Linked DNA regions of Mus musculus: region 2 is linked to region 1. A link is a contact called in public HiChIP or PLAC-seq data. All regions are on one chromosome and are shown on one strand. The core of a region is the stretch at or near the end of the contact, and the rest is flanking DNA. Distances in the headings are between cores, read along the strand shown.

Region 1 (2,992 bases), core at 103-2,602:
AAGAACTGCACAGCACTGAACCTTAATGTAAAAGAAGGACACAAGTTAGTAGTGTGGTGTGAGTCCGGCTCACCAGCCTCCAGTGCAGCAGTCAGGGAGAGAAGAGAGACTGAGTGGAAAGAGGTAGGCAGGGCATTTCTGCTCAGTTTTCCTTCAAACTCAAATTTCCTGAAGTGTTTTTTATTTTCAAAGACAAAAGAAAAATTATGAGGCAATTATTACTTATTTCGGGTCCGTTTTGTACAGTCCCTCTTGAAAAGTATTACTTCCTGCGTTATGGGGTCAAAAAACTAACCAAAGGGCTAGTGAGGCGAGCACACCATGGAGCCCTGATATTATAGGAAAAGGATTTGCAATCAGGAAATTCTGCCAACAGAATGGCCAGAGACTCTTACATAGGGTAAGAGTTAAGATTGGGGGTTTGTATTTTCCCAGAGCTAGAAATGGTAAAGCAAGACTCTAAGGGCTGTTATGCAAATTAAGAGAAAATAAGTGGAAATTTCTGGTGGAGAAAACAAAACAAAACAAAAAGACAACCACCACCCTTGGCAGCTGAGTACACAGGGGATGCCTAAGGAGTAGAGGCAGGGATAAACAAACAAGTGGAGGAGTTATAGGATGGATACTGCAGATTTCCAGCATCCCAATTACTGTCCTTAGAACCTATGCCTAACACTCTAGAGTCAAGTACAACCCTACAGGTTGGGGGAATTAACAGTAAGTTAAGATCCAGTGGCAGGTGAACCCTGTTAAAATTCTTCCCTTTTCATAACAAAGAGAGCAAGAGAAAAGAAAAAAGAAAAATCTAAGCCATATCCAAGTTTCCAGAAAAAGCAAAAATAACCCCCTGAGCATTCTGTAGACTAAAATCAGGGGAAAGTTGACAAGTGCCTCAGTTTCCAATTCCACTTTAAACAGCTCTAAACAGGAGCTGAAGTCCAACCCAAGTTGGGTGCTTTAAAAAGATTTACGATGTCAGCAAAGTTTTGCTTGATTCTTTTACAGCTTATTTTCTTCCGTGATGTTCGAACTATGCCAAACAGAAGTGGAGGGAGATGCCCCAGTTTCCTCAACAAAGGCAGAGAAACCTTAATTGTCTTAAGTAGAGAGTCTTGTGCCCCGGATTCTCTGGCGGACCTCTATTTTAAGCAGCTCCCCTTATTATTCTGTTTCGGAAACTTTTGCAAAGCCCTGATTTTGCCCGCATGCCAAACTCTCGGAAGCCATATGACTGGGAACTGAATCTACAACATCAGGTTTTGTATTTAAAATGCTGCTGAGGACTTGGTGTTTTAGTAGAGGAAGCTTGGAACTGCATTACCTCATTTGACTGGGGACAGAGCTATGAGTCATTTGTTCCCATCCCACTGGGTCTATGTGGTAGGGGAGGGTTTGAACACTGACCCAAGTGACTTCAGACATTAGAGCTCTGTTTTATTTTATTGGTTTATTTTTAGAGAGAGTTTTGTGCATCAAACTTGGTATGTAGCCAAGGATGACCTTGGAACTTCTGACCCTCCTGTCTCTATCTCCCAAATCCTGGGATTGCAGGCAGGAGCCACTAGGGTCTATCAGTGATTTCACTTTCAGCTACATTTCTCATATCAGGGATTTTGAGTACCAATACCACAGTAGTCCTGTCACGGAGATGATTCCCAGTTTAATGTGAAGAATTGACTTCTAGGGGAACTCCTGCCCCCACCTCTTCATTCAAACCCATCAAGAGCCCCAAAGAATCCCAGGGCAGGAAATGGAAATCTCCACTCCTCTCTACCTTCCACAACTGCCTGCTGACAGCTGTGAAACTGCATGCCCAGTACCTCCTTCCTTTCACGATGAGCGACATCTGTTCTCCCACTTGGCCCAGAAGCAAAAACTCACATTTGTGGTTTTACATCTTTCCCCCATTCTATGGGACTACATTCTTGCTCACCTGCCCCAGACTCCAGGATTGAATCTGGAGGGACATTCTAGACATTAGCCCAGTCTTCTCTGTCCACCTGACTTCATCTGTCCAAAGCCATTTCCAACCTACTTGAACATCCTCTCTTCTGCCCTAACCTCTCTGTCCAGGAGACATGGAACAGAAGTCCAGGTGCTCAGATCTCATGGCAAAATGAACAGCAGTATGAGATCAAGCCAGTATCCTCTTTCTAAACCTACCAGTCTCATAGAAATGCCTGCCAGTGCGAATTACCTGAAGGAATCCAGGACAGAGAATTTAAAAGAACAACTATAAATGTCATCAAAGAATCCAAAGGACATTAACACCTAGTGATGTCCAACAAACACAAACAATAGACTGATGGAAATGACAAAGACAATCTAGAGCTTGATGTTGAATTTAATAATGAGGTAGAAACACTGAAGAGAACTCAAGCTGAAGTGAAGATAGAACTAAAACAAAAACCAAAAAAAAAAAACCAACTTGAGAATTCAAAGAACCACCTTACAAGGAACATGAATCAAGCAGAAGACAGAAGAGTAGGACTCAGGGATAAAGTAGAGGATTTGGATAAATTATCAGAGGAAGAAAGGGAAGCAGAAATGATGTCATTTTCTTATAATCTCAAAGATGAAAGAAATAATCAAAAATTTACAAAAGAGCAAATATACTTTAAAATCTTAGGTGTTATGAAGTTGAGTTGTAATTAGCCAATTTTTTATTTAAACCTCTGCTGCCCTCAGTTCTCTTGGTGGGATTTGGAACTGAAGGTCAACTTAAAGGGGACGAGGGCTTTGAAAGGCAAGGGTTACAATTCTCCTGCTGACAAGCTTTCCCAGGTTAAAGAACATCTGGGTTTCTTTGTGTTCCTAGGAAAACCCAGTATGCTCCTTGATACAGTTCTACAATAAAGGGATCAGGTGCAAGGAAGAAAAACTATAGCACATCCTGGTGTCTCTGAAGACCCAGGCTCAGCAATCTAGAGAAAGCCAAGGGGTTGTTATATTCCATTTGCAACATGGCTACCTTGCTAACCCTTTGATGGAC
Region 2 (3,048 bases), core at 297-2,796, 100 kb after region 1:
TAGAGAAAGTGAAAAATAGTAAAGAAAAGAGCATCAAGAAAGAAACAAGTCTCTAGCAAGGACAATGAGTACAGCTGGGAATTGATTCTCTGAAAAATAGATTTAAAAACAACAACAACAACAACAACAACAACAACAACAAGGGCACATGTATAGTAACACTAGGAAAAAAAGGCACAAGATAATAATATCAGCAATAGGTATGCAGTGTCGTTATGAAAGCATATTAATCTGATATTCCAATTAATGAACAGAGCAAATTGAAAGGAGAAACGTCCCCAGGACTCTCCCAGGAAAGTCTCCTGAGATTCCAAGAAGAGTCACAGTTGTCCCTTTCTAACCAGATTTTGTCTGATGATGTGATGGTTGGCACTGTGGCATCCATAATGGGCCACGAGGAACCAGAGACACTGATGATGACACTGCTGAGTGCTGGAGAAATTAACCCCGGAAGAATTGTCCCACTCTCTGGAATGGATACGATTTTGTGAAGATATCTCTTGACTTCCAAAAGACTGGGCTTTTGTCAGACCCCACAATAAGTAAATAATACCCTTCGAGATGATGTAAGAGGGTGTACTTAACCTGCTGTTCTACTGTGCACTCTGCCTGCCTCTATTTGACTTGCCTTTAAGAGGAGGGGAGGCAGGAGGAGTGCGAGGCAGCTGGTCACACTGCAACCACAGGCAGGACCAGAGGGAGATGAAGGCTGCTCAGCTCACTTCACAGCCTCCTCTAGTTTTAAATTTTTTATTTGTACTTTTTCATAGTGAACCTAAATTTTTTTCAAGTTGTCACTGGAAGCTAACTATCATGTCTTCCACTTCTCAATCACATTAGAAGGCATTTTAAATATAAAAACTACTTTTGTGATAATACTCATTAACTTTTAGGAACAGTTTCAGCAAAACCAGTATCCTATAGAAATCAGCTTTAACATAAAAATATGTCAGTGACACACTTTGGTGGGCCACATGGTCTTGGGTAGCAGTTTCATTCTCTCTCTCTCTCTAAGATTTATTTATTTTTATTTTGTGTGTATGAGTGTTTTGCTGTCATGTATGTATGTGCACCATGTGTGTGTCTGGTGCCCATGAATCTCAGAAGGGGCACCAAATGACCCAGAACTGGAGGTACAGGTAGTTGTGAGGCGCCAGTGCCATGGGCTTCCTGGGAACTGAGTCTGGGTCTTCTGTAAGAGCAGTAAGTGCTCTTAACAGCTTAGTCAACTTATTTGAGTTCCCCTGTTTCTTGCTAGATCATCTTCTTTGGGCACTTGAATTAGAGTCAGATTTTAATAATAATATTTTTCTTTCCCTACATTAGGACATATAAGACTTCAGAGCTCCTGAGGTTACAAAGATACCCACTGCATTAGCAGGCCTCCCTCTTGGGGAGTGTGCTGTGAGAACCTTCTCCCCCCTTCTCCATTGTCCTCCCTCCCCCGCCCCTCCCCCCTCCCTCTAGCTCATGTGAACACAACAGCTCCATGGCCTCCTCAGGTTGCTGACCTTTGGCTGAGGCAGTAGGAATCAGACAGACAGACAGACATTATTTGCTTTCCCCAGACAGAACAGGAAGTCTACACAAGATGTTCTTTTAAAACTGAATAAGATGGCAACAGAGCGAAAGTCACAATCTGAGGTCTGACTGTTCCCTTTTCAGCCTTGTTCCGAGAAGAAAGAACTCACCGGAGGATCTTTTAGTGCCGTTCTGGGTGGCTCCTGCATGTGGCAAATTAGACTTTTTTCCTGTGAGCCTCTGTCATTGACTGTGATAGAGAGCTCTCTCCGAGGAGCTGGAGACAGCCTAGTTAATGTGCGTGTGGTGTAAATCACTTCAAATTTCTCACAAGAATGCAAAATGTACATTAAATAGCAAGTCTAGTGGTAAGGGAAGGAAAATAGGAGCTATGAATTGTGAGCGCAGCACTCAGGAGCCTTAGGAGGCAGGTTATGTGCACTGTAACTGCAGCTGGAAGCCGGAAGAAGGAAAAACAGTGCTGCTGAGGGGCTGGGGTGTGTTCTGGGGCAAGGCTCAGGGGATGAATGAGGCAAACTGCTGCCCCAGAGTTCAAGCGGGATACTGGATGGTGGCAATGATGGACCATCCTAGTTGCTCCAGACCGATCCAGAGTCATTTGATCTCTGTTTAACTCTTTCTCATGATGACATTAATGGCTGGACTCCACTTCCTTTTTTATATTCGGGCCTTTTGCCATGGGATTTGCAACAGCTCCTATCAAGAGGTAGATTGCACCTACAGAAAACTGGTGCTGCATGCAGTCATGTGACTTGATTTGGCCAATGAGATTTTTATGTTTGGGACACTAACAGGTGGCTAAAAGTGCTTTGTATTCTCTCCGCTGTGTTTGTGAGGACGTGCAGCTGAATGATAAGGAACATGGAGCAGAGATAAGTAATCCAGGGTACCAGTCAAAGCCAGCCTAGGTCAACCATCAGCCATTGCTAAGCTGGGCCAGCAAGAACAGCTGCCCAGCTGAGCCCACTAAAAACCACACACTAGCACTCAAGTGCCTAACAAACTCTGGATGCTGGATGCTATAAGGAACGTTCTTGAGCTTCAGGTGGCTTGCCATAGAACTTTTTATTTTTATTTTATTTTATTATTATTATTATTATTATTATTATTATTATTTTGTGGTGTGGCAACTAACTTGATGTGCATTTCAGCGAGTCCCTGAAACTCACATAACAAGCTGAATCCGTTGTGTGCATCTGTATTGCCAGTAGAGATACAAGAAGCAGGGAGGGAGCAGAGAGACAGAATTGTGTAAACATCAGTATGCAATGCAACAATGCAATGGCAGAAACACAAAAGGGAGACAGTATGCCTCAAAACAAAGTGGGAGGAGAGAACAGACTCCTGAAATGTTGGCCTCTGACCCTCAAATGCTGCGTGCTATGGCATTTGTACAACTGTGCACACATGAGCACACACACATGTGGGCACACACACGCTATCCACACAAAATATTTAAAAGTTACATTTAACATTTTTGTGATCGTTGGTGTTAGAGGTCTGTCT

The links. HiChIP or PLAC-seq counts read pairs in DNA pulled down with a chosen protein or histone mark.
Region 2: an H3K27ac HiChIP or PLAC-seq map of microglia shows a contact between it and region 1, with 4 times the contacts expected there. The contact joins two enhancer-like sites. A contact is called at or near these places in 2 of 484 Hi-C or Micro-C datasets (nephron progenitors and uterus) and 2 of 115 datasets of contacts at active chromatin or transcription factors (microglia and neural progenitor cells).

Annotation. Positions count from the first base shown.
Region 1 is chr6:95,358,994-95,361,985 of GRCm38.p6, forward strand. No RefSeq gene overlaps it. Among named protein-coding and RNA genes, the nearest start is that of AY512915, 26 kb to the left of the region's middle. Within about 2 kb of position 1,353, at least 12 of the 459 cell types and tissues checked have an H3K27ac peak or open chromatin away from gene starts, as enhancers often do. A contact at or near this core is called in microglia, where this site is marked.
Region 2 is chr6:95,462,270-95,465,317 of GRCm38.p6, forward strand. No RefSeq gene overlaps it. Among named protein-coding and RNA genes, the nearest start is that of AY512915, 130 kb to the left of the region's middle. Within about 2 kb of position 1,547, at least 5 of the 459 cell types and tissues checked have an H3K27ac peak or open chromatin away from gene starts, as enhancers often do. A contact at or near this core is called in microglia, where this site is marked.